2 separate regions of the Drosophila melanogaster genome follow, and region 2 is linked to region 1. Evidence: chromatin contacts called from public targeted proximity ligation data. All regions are on one chromosome and are shown on one strand. The core of a region is the stretch at or near the end of the contact, and the rest is flanking DNA. Distances in the headings are between cores, read along the strand shown. Region 1 holds the start of CG6836. Region 2 holds the start of Sfxn2 (Sideroflexin 2).

What was found.
Region 2: a contact with region 1 is called in a targeted proximity ligation map of the Kc167 cell line, with 3 times the contacts expected there. A contact is called at or near these places in 5 of 107 Hi-C or Micro-C datasets (all in the Kc167 cell line) and 2 of 7 datasets of targeted methods (both in the Kc167 cell line).

What each region holds. Positions count from the first base shown.
Region 1 is chr3L:18,946,778-18,952,244 of dm6, reverse strand. It overlaps CG6836, which reads right to left and starts at 1,616. Exons shown (of 6, transcript NM_140822.3): 1 at 1,531-1,616.
Region 2 is chr3L:19,061,915-19,067,335 of dm6, reverse strand. Sfxn2 (Sideroflexin 2) reads right to left here and starts at 4,171. Exons shown (of 4, transcript NM_140829.3): 1 at 3,620-4,171; 2 at 2,741-3,009; 3 at 1,953-2,491; 4 at 1,185-1,886. The coding sequence starts at 3,635. The coding sequence ends at 1,727. Ugt316A1 (UDP-glycosyltransferase family 316 member A1) reads left to right here and starts at 4,520. Exons shown (of 4, transcript NM_001300182.1): 1 at 4,520-5,333; 2 at 5,401-5,421. The coding sequence starts at 4,888. Mkp3 (Mitogen-activated protein kinase phosphatase 3) reads left to right here. Exons shown (of 5, transcript NM_001275103.1): 5 at 1-1,181.

The DNA of each region.
Region 1 (5,467 bases), core at 367-2,866:
AGCATTCGCCGAATCTTTTTGAATTTAGCACATTCTAAGGTGCGTAAAACAAATCGCGCAAATAAGCGTCATATATATAATTTGTATTCGTGTATAAGCACATAGTAGGTGTATATATGCACTTTTGGGTGGTTTTTTTTTAACAGATCGCAAATGGGCTTGGCACGCCATTAACAACAAATTAAATTTTGCAAATACAAAAAATATTTCAGCTCTATTTTGAAAACGTGCTAACGTAACAAACGTCATAAAATATCATGTTACTCTTGTGAAATTGGCTACAAATTTGGGTAAAGAGAAAAAATTGTCAGTGTCAGTTGTGCAAATAGAAATTTTTTCGTTACATTTAAGAATAAATAAATTTCATTAAGAAAATATTTATTTATGTTTCAATTTTTGGGTATAAAAACAGTGTTACACAAAATGTTCGAAATGAATTGTAAACATTGGCCAAAAACAAGCCAGGCTTTGCATTTCGATGTTGCAACACTTTTTTTTTTGTGGGACCATTGTTAAATGAGGCATTTTGTATTTCTTTTTCATTCACATTTATGCCCACAGCTTTTTTGCTGACTGTCATCTATTGGCCGGCCCTGACTCTTGGCCAAGATGTTTCCGAGCTTTTGCGGCTAACAAAATTCGAATTTCTTGGCGAGACAAAGTGCTGTCAGAGTGTATGGGAAACTACACGACCTTACGCAATGCAAACAAATTGAGCAGAGCGGAAAACGTTTGAAAAACCAAAATAAAACCGAAAATCGAATGCAAATGCGAGTGCATTTTTGTGGGACAAAATCAAAATCAGAACGCAGACCTCAAAATGTAATTTGCTTTCTGGTCGACATAGCAAATGATTTCCTCCTGAAATTCGCAAGAGGAATTTGCACAAAGTGAGTTGAAGATGCAAGGAATTCACCTATCTACGCTTACTCAAGATATCAGCTGTTCATTAGGGAATGTGTCAAGTGAAGACATTCAGGAATGACAGCTATCTAGATAAAAACGTAATTAATTGACTTGTCTGATAAGATGCTTCAGCTCCCAATTGTCACATATTTTCGACATGAATGAAGCTAAAGCAAAAACATTTTGTAAATTCGCAGAATCGTTTGCGGAAGTACACAGCTTCTGTTTAAGTTATTATCTCAACGGAGAAGACAAATATTTGTTATTCGTTTGAATTGGTTTGTAGGAGATGCAGCAGATATCAGCTTTTCTTGGCTGCAACCTTGACCATCACCACAGCACTTTACGTTTGCCCTTGGCATTGCACTTTAATGAATTGTTTAAAGAATTTCAATTACACTCGGATGCAATTCGAGTTGTCTTTAATTCATATTGATTGCTCGCCGTCAACGAATGAAGAGTAATTATTCTTTACATGTTCACACGAATGTATCGTAATGAATATTAGCGTTGGATCACGAGTTGAGCTACGAATCAATAAACGACAAAAATACTTTGCACTGCAATTGGTTGAATGAATTTTGTTTAATTTTGCACTTTTCTCTATTTTTATTTGCTGCTTACACTTCACACTCCCTGTTTTCTCAGCTTTTCAAGCAATTTTTTAGCCGCGTGTGTCTTATTCGCTCGCACGCTGTTCACCAACTGAAATGAAACTGAAAATATTGTAGTGCCCATGCTGATCACGAACGCGAATGCGCCCATCACAGACCACTGACTATAATGCTGGCCAAGTGGCTATAAGCCGCTGTGTGTGTGCGTTTGGGCCAAAACAGAGAATAGCGGTAGCAATAGCCACAATACCTGCACACACCTGCTGACGCGATGTGCTAATCGACATTTGTCGATTGCAAACGCCGCTGCTGCTGGGAAAAGTTTTCTTAACACTCGCTCGCTGCGGAAGTTGGCTATTTGCCGATCAAAAAGCGTTTACTTTGGACAGCCGAAGTGAAGCTCGAAAAGAGGCTGGTCCTGCTAACACGTCGGTAAGCCATTGCGAAATGAAAAGATATCTTGATGATCGAGAGTGAAAATTTGATCACGCAATTGGGTAAACTAAAAACATACATTAAGGTTAAAGTACCAGGTAAGAAATGGGTGGATCATCAATATTACAAAACACTACAATTTTGTTTGGATACGTCATAAAAGTTTATATAAATTGGTAATGTTATAATCCCCAAAGCATATATTTTTCTATATATATACAATATACACCGCTAATATATATATTCCAAATACTCAACATAAATTGCGCAGTGATCTTCGCAATGGTATAAATTATGGTATCAGCTCTGAATATATTTTTCTTTTTATTTAATTAACTTTTTTTATGCCCTGAAGACCACTGTGCAATTGAGAAAATTGCACTCCTATCTTCCGGTGCGGCCAACCCAATTTTTATCGCCATCGCTGGGCACTCAAGTTGAAAGATAATTTGTATAGGAAAGTGCCATCAGCTTTATGAGAAGTCCAGAACTTATGGATTTCACGCCAAAAGCCAATTAACATGTCCAACCAGGTGATAATTACTTATTCCAGTGTTCGATATTGACCTCAGGGAATTGAAGTCGCGGAATATAAATACCGCGATATACAATGTATATAATGGCGGCGCTTCAATCAGCTATTAATTTGCACGCCCCCGAGCGAAAAATGCAGGGTGCGATTATATTAATCGAAGCCGGCGGGGAAACATAATTTCCCCAAACAATTTGATATTCAAATTAAACTCATTAGAAATGCCATCGAGTCGAGTGGACTTCGAGTCCAAAACTCAGCCCGCGGCGGGGTTAGGCACGTATCAAAAAACGTAAATCTAAGGCACATCCGCTTACTAATTTAATGAGCGGCCCAATTAACCTTTTTTACTGTCTCTCTGCGCTCGCACACTTAACGTAACCAATCTGAAATTAAATGCTAATTATTCAACCCAAAAATTATGCAATTAATTATGCCGCAACTGCAAAATGCCAAGTTTGTTCGTTTTTATAGCAGACTCTGCGGCGGTGGCTCATAAAAAGATATTATGATGGCAGACCGCTGCAATTCAACTTATAATTTGCAAATAAATCTAATTTTGTAAAGAGGGTCAGAAGTGATAAGGCCAATTAGGGCAGGAGATCGAAAGGGAAATGTGGAGAATGGTCAGTTTGAAAAAAGACGGGAAAACAGGGGGCATTTGGTAGAGGCAAAGTTTTTGCAAACTGGTTTAATGTAAACGCTTGAAAGTTGTGTCCGTAAACAAAGAAAAATTAATTTTGTGTTCACGTCGGCCAGTATTAAATGCCTGCAAAAAAAATTCAGAAGGTAAAAAGACTGGATATACATTTTTAATGAAAAATGAAGGGCTCTATTTAACAAAATGCACTTTCAAGTTTATACTCATAGTTTACAGATTTCAGAAAATATCCACTTTTTTTCTATATATATATTTACTTTACATAATTATTTAATTAATATTTAATAATATAATTCTTATAATATCGAAAATAAAAATATTTTGAATTTCCACCTTTATATAAGCATAAACATTGCATTTACTTAATGCAAGTTAAGTTAGTTCATTATACGATGTAGATAGAAATATTAAACCTATTCATATATTCGATGTTGAAAAGATACTACCTTTAAGAAATTTTTCGTTAAACAAAAAAAGCTTAAGTTATCTATAGTTAAATTTGACTTTTAGTACATGCGAGAAATCGAAATTCAGATTATAAAAAATCTATGCATTTTTATGGTCTATCTTTCCAAGAAAACGATGCATATGTAAAACAGATCTCACCGCTGTCTCATGAATTTCCAAGAACACCCCATGGTAACCCGCACCGAACTCCTTATTTGCTGTCAGCGATGATTTCTTGCTACCATTTCTTACCTGCAACCTTCAGCAAGGGAGCGCCTTTTGGCTCCCAGCCTCCTTCACGTCCGAATGTCCTTTTGAAGAAGTGGGGCCAGCGGAAAGGCAAACTGTGCTCGCGCTTTAAAGAAAAGATAAAATTCGGGGGCCCGAGGCGACGCCTTTGAAGAAGACGTCGCCAATTCAGCGCCTCGGCAACTTTTTCTTGTCGGTTTTCATTTTCTCGCCACTGTTTATTTGCCGCCTTTGGGATTTTCTTATATTTTCTTATTTTGCTCATTTTTTCGCGCTGCTTTTTCGCAAATAAGCAACAATGCAGCCGCCATTTGAATAACACAAAAAGACTTTGATGGCGAGATGAGGAGCGATGCTTGGGGCTGACTTGGCGTTAATTTCTCGGGTCTTTATGCTCCCTGATTCATTCAACTGTCGCTGTTGTTTCAATTTCAGTCCGCACCTTCGCTCCCCCGCTTTTCGCCAGTGTTGTTTGCTGTTTAACGAAGCAAATCAACAAATTGTAATGATGCCAAAGTCCTTTTCTGCGTTGCTTGCACTTTTGCTGCCGCCCTTCCACAAATTCTGTTTTGTTTTATTCTTCGTCTCAAATGGCAGACCCGAAACCCATTCAGATCAAGAATTTACACCCAAGTTGAATATGTCGAATTGGGGATACCCAGTGATTGGAAATCATTTGAATACGCTGGTAGTTAGTAGCACTGCATCCAACAGATACAAACTTGCTTGCAACTTGTTGTAAATAATTAATGAAGATTATTAATATACTAAGTAACAATCCAACGGATGCCTGATTACCACATTAGTGAGAGACCCATAAAGATTACAGATTGAGGGGTATCCCACAACCCGTGGCCCGAAACCCGCATCGGCAGCCCTTTTTTGCATGGTGCGCTCCACTTGGGGCGCAGTGTGGCGTAAAATGAATTGAGACATTCGGGCTCGCATAGAAAAACCCGGATCCTCCGGCCGAAAACCGCAGAGGTTCGGAGGTCCTTCAACAACAACTTCTGTGCTCTGCAGCGCCCTGAATGCAAAAGTGGCAAAAGTGGCAAAAGTTTTGCACCACTCGGCCGATGAACCACTTGAGCCCCCCACTTTGTTGTGCATTCAGGTGTGAAGTTTTTGGTCGGCGCACAAAAGTATGCTACAAATAATTAAATCATGCAAGGCAATTGCTGGAGTGTGTTTGTGTGGAAAGAGAGAGAGAGAGAGCGCGAGAGGGAGATGAAGAGACCGGAAACACTCGCTCCTTCTCCCTCGCGGCGAGACAAGTTCAATGCCGCCTTAAGGTCCTTGTCAGCCTGCCATCTAGTTTGATATTATCTAATCGATATTTATATTCCTAGCTCGCTGCCACCGCTCCTCCCGACCTTTCATATTCCTCCCTCGTCTGTTTTTCACGAATTGGAATTTGCATATGACACAGGAGCTGTGGACCCACAAAAACAAGGAGGCGAAAGCCTGTAAGAACATTGGAACGAGGCCGAAACGAAATCGCCAGTGGCAAAACACGCTGGCCTCTTCCATCACGCTGGTTTACTTTTTGCGATGGCCGGCATTTCCGCTTCCGCTCAAAATGCACACCGAAACGTTCAATTACGGAGCCAGAGAGAAAGTTCA
Region 2 (5,421 bases), core at 2,922-5,421, 110 kb before region 1:
GCTCAGGAACGAAGGGGTCAGAGATGTTTTGGGAGGTATAGAACCCAAGCTAGCTGGGTATTACAAAATACGCGAGTGCTAAAGTCGCACAACATTCCATAGAAATCATGTCCACTTTAAATAGTTTTTATTGTAAGGCAACCTTAAGTTTCAAATGGGGTCAGGTTTTGATTAGAAAAATCGGCTTTGTTAAAAGCAAACGAATGAGTTTTGATTAGGCAGCTAAATACGGATAAGAAGTTCCTGGTCAAAGGGAAGCTTACTAAGCTAGTTGCTCTAGCCCATAGGATTTTTGCAAAGGAAATGCCTACGATTTTGAACGAGCTTTTCCCAGCTAAGAGCCAAACATCTAGGAAAACTAACTTAAGCATTAATCCAGTTTGAAATGCCAATTTATTGTTGAAAGCCTCAGTCAGTATAAATAACTAAGCATACAGTTAATAAATATTGAAATCGAAGCAAAAAAAAAGGTCCCAGAACCCCGTAAATAATTGTGTGTCGAACGTTTTGCCAGTTAATAATTAAGATAACTAAATTGTATTAAAAAGTGTTTGCTGATTCATGCGACAATTTCCATTTTTAAGGCACAAGGCGATCCACTTTTTACAAGCTAATGCGAAATGGAATCGAAATTTTGCTGCCAGGCAGCGCATTTGTTGTCCATGCCCCCAAAATGGGCGTGGCATGGGCATAACTGCTGAGATTTTTCCCTTTTGGTTTTTGTTAGCGTAAGAAGATACAAACCATTTTACATATTGTACATCTGAGTGTTGAATTTTTCCATAAATATTTAGCACCGAGATAAAGAAATATTCAAGCAACAGTGCCAACAAAAAGTAAAACACCCAAAACTAAATATATAAACTATAAATGATAAACGAAATTGTACCTTGAGAAAGTCCAAGCAAAACTATCTACGGCGGTAGCACTCAATGCGAACCAACCGATCGACAAAAAAAGTCAAACAATAAGAAAGAGTACCCCTCTGTCAACGTTTAAGGACGAATATTCTATAGCTACCTAGTTGTGTTTTGCACATTTTGTAAACTTTACAACACGATGAAGGAAACCGAATATCTAGATAAACGACAGCCCCGCAGCGTTATATATAATGATATATATACTTATACAGGATACAAGAACATAACTAATAAAACCGTTTTTAAAACCCGTGAAACTTGAATACTGTTTTTACACTTTTATTTTAAACAATGAGTGAATTAGTTCTAATACGAAACACAACGAGTTTGGTTTGTTAGTTATTAGTGGCTTGTAAAAGCATTCTCCTGCTCAGCAGCTCAGTTTAGTTAGTTTCAGAATGAAAAATTATCTAAATTGTCAATTATTACAGTTTTAAAATAACGTATAACATGAACACGATTTAGGACATACATATTTGAATATTAATACCCATTATGTGCTAGCCCTGCTAAGGTTCTTATGAGCAAATACATTTTTTTGGATGTGGATGTCACTAGATATGATAACTTATCATACAATTTAACAAATTAGAAAAACCTAGCAGGTCCGAGATTTACATTTTAAAACAGCTGAGATTCCTTTTAGCTTAGCAACTACGACAATTGACACATGACACACGGAACAACTGCAACTGCAAAGTTGCGCAATCTAAAACAGTAAATGCTACATAAAACATGAGACGAGAACGGATACCACTAACACACAATTGTCTTCCCTCAATTCCAGGATTATTGTCGAGCCGATCTTACAGACCCTTGTTGAAGTAGACACGCTTGGGCACTTTGCCCTGAGTTTTCTTCTCGAGGTCCTCGTAAAGTTCGGGCTCGAAGGTGCGCATAATCGAAGTGTCCAAGGAACACTGCTGTGGGAACAGGGCGCAGGCAGTGGGCACCATGAAGCAAAGGCTAAACATCAAAGAATAAAAAGATCAGTTAAAGGAACAAGTGGTCGTAGATGATAAAGTTACTTACAAGCACCCAACCAAAAGGGTCTGGAATGGAGCATTAATCCACTTGATGCGCCTGTAGGCAGGCAGTTTCTCCAGCCTCTCCATTATCAATGGCAGCACCAGCATTCCGGGCGCCGCCATCGCAATCCTGGACACAACCACCTCACCGATTCCTTTGATGGCTGCCAATCTACTCTGGCCCACAACCACTCCATCGTCGTTCTTCACCTCTATGCCATTGATTATCTCATTTTGTCGCATCAGCGGAATGTTCACGAAGTTGGCTGCCGCCACAGCTGCGAAGGGCACAAATCTTTGGAACAGCGGAGTCGCTTTCTTTGACCAATAGTTCTTGCATCCAATAGCAGCTACCAGAGCCGATGTCGTGGCGGATACATAGGCCACGCCCAGCTGCGTAACGCTAGTTGGCGAGTTGGCATTGCGATTCGTGTAGTTAACAACCGCATTGAAGGACTGGTTGATGAACTGCCAGAGCACCACGGCGGGCACGGTGCGATAGAAGGCCAGCATGCCACCGGTGATCAACATGCCTCCGGGTACCTGAAGATAGACCAAATACACAAAGCAATTAGTAAAGCTTAAATATGTAAGCATCGATTTAGATAAGCCCTTAAGGGAACAGGTTCTTTGATGCTAAAACCAACAAAATGCTCGAAGATTTGGCATTCCGAGCAATTGGTCTTGATATCGTCGTGCCTTCCTTGTGTTTTTGGCAACCCATTCACAAGGCGTCCACGCCAGACGCTTCTATTTTCAGCGACCACGTGCCGAACCCATCTCGAGACTTGCCTGAAAACTCATGCGGCCGCAAAAGTTCTGCAGCTCGCCGGTATCCGGATGAAAGGCTGAGTTGTACAGCTTCATGTTGTAGTGCACCTCCTCCGGCTTCAGCGGCGGGGATTGGTCACCTTTCCGGTAGCGTTCAACCATTGCTTTGGCTTCCAGCAGGCGATCGCTGGATACGACTACGGTGCGGGGGTCCGTCATCCAGGCGAAGTACTGGAAGCGCCCAGCGAAGGTGCTGAGATCGAAGAGTGGCTTGTCCACATCGATGAGGGCTAGGGTTAGGGATTGGTTGGGTCAGTGGGCATAGAATGATCGTATCTCTGGGCTCTCTCAAATATCAAATTTATTAAGTACATTATTTTAGATACTGCTACTATTTGAAGATTGTTTAAAATTTGATGAAAGTACATTTATTTTGGCTGCCACGTTATATATTAAAGTGTATTAATTGAAATATTACATACAAGCTCTAGCTGACTTTTAATTTTTAAAATATGTAGTTTACAGAATTTTGAGAATCAAAATGGAAATAATAAAAAATTATGGCTATAGATTTATTAATTCTTAAAACTTTTTTAACAAATGAATAGATTCATTTATACAATAAATTGATATTAGAAAGTGTTGAGTAAATGTCATAATCAGTCTTATGTTTTTGAAAAGCTTTCGAAAAAAAAACACAACAAAACTGATTAGATAATGAAGATGCTGTGAAATGAATATCCTTTTATGTTATTTATTTTCACAAAATATGCATAAGAAATGATTCATCAAAAACTTATTTGCTTTGATTCCTCTATGTGTATGTATTCACTTGAATGCTCAATATATTCGATATTCGTGGGAGCCCATATAAAGTGGTGGTTTTGATTTGATTCTTACTTGATACCTGCGACATTTTGGCTGCTGATCCAATTGCCTAACTGCTTGTAATTTGTAATTGCGAGCGGCTTACGTAAGCAGTAACTTTCAGCTGTTGCCGGTTTATGGCGGCTTGCTTTTGTTATTGTTGTTGTTTTGGCCGCTTGCGCTTTTGGGCAGATTCTCACCTTATGTGTTTGCTTAGGGCCGATTTAACAGCAAATGATTCGTTTTAGCCACGCACCTGATCCGCCAGCTGTTCAATTCACTTTTCTGCCTCGTAATGCGGTTCAAATGTTCACTTTTTATGTCGCTCTCCGTTTTTTTTGGCACTCTTCCAATTGGAAAAAAAGTTGTTTTGTTTGCCGCTCTCTGTTTGTCTTTTTTCGCTCTGAGTTTGTGCATCCACAAGTACTTGCTGTGCTCGCCGCAACCTCTCAATTTAGCACTTCTTTTGTTGTGCAATTTGCCGAATGATTCGCAAACTCAGTCGCGTATAAATGCAATTTTCAAATTGTTTACTGCGATGGTAAGGAAGAAGAAGCAATGTGGCGGGGTGGGGGTGGCTTTGCACAATAGTGGGACCGTGCGTAGATCAGGCGGGAAAAGCCACAGGCAAGCAGTGGAAGGTGCCATGGCTTCAAGCAAGCAGTTCATGTTCGCATAAAAATATGCAGTAATCTCTAGAAATTCAATAATGTAATGTAATGTATAATTCAGTAACTTTATTATTAATCATGTTAAAAGTAAGGTATTCAGAGCACGAGTGTTTTTTCCATGGCACAAGTTTTGTATACTCGCCAACTGCTTGCTATTAAGACACGCTTTAAATTTCAGATGTTAACGCGGCATCGCTAATGCTTCTTTCAGCTGCAAAATAGCTAGATTTGCCGGTCTGAACAGCTAGCCGGACATCTCTGAATGCCATTCGCAGGAGACGACGACAAAGCCGCAGTTGTTGCTGCTGTTCTTTTCACTTTCGTTGCGTTTTGCACTGCATTTTATTTGGCAATTTGTGTGCATTTTTCAACAGCTGTGATATTTTGCCATCGCATCGTGGCGGCAAGATGATGAAAATCGGCGAAAAAAGCGGGAGCAGAAGCAGCAGATAATAATAGAAGCCACGTACTTGTGCGTGTGTGTGCGTTGTGTATGGGCTGAGCGCCAGTGTTTGTGTGTGTTTTTGCAAAAAAAAAAAAAACCGGAAAAGCAGAAACACAGACACGAATGCGGATGCGGATGTAGAAGCGGATGCAAAGGCCACTGCGGATATAATCCACAAACACAAAATGCAAATCCTGCAAGTGTTTCTGGGCACGCTGCTCTGCGGCATCGTCCTGGGCGCCAATGTACTGACAGTTTTTCCCAGTGTCTGGAAATCCCACTATCTCTTTGGCCGGAGATTGCTTCAGGAGCTGGTGGAGAGTTCGGGCAACCACTCCGTAACTCTGATCAGTCCACATGCCGCGCAGGAAGGTGTGGATGCGGAAATACCCAAAATCAGGGAGCTGCGCATCGAAGGGCTGCGGGAAAACTGGCTCGACATGGGCATGAGTTTTGAGGCCGAGGAAATGCGGGCCCAGAGTGTGATGGAAAGGTTCACCCGGCTGATCTACGCTGGCACCACCAATGTGGACATTTTGCTGTCGGATCCCCAGGTCCGGAAGCTCCTGACCAGCGGCGAAAAGTTCGACTTACTCATAGTGGACCTGTTCTTAAGCGATGCTCTGCTAGGGTGAGTCCGAAAGCCAAAAACGGGTTTCCTTGGTATATATTTCAAATGGAAATCTGTTCTCTTTTAGCTTGGCCTTCTACTATGGCAT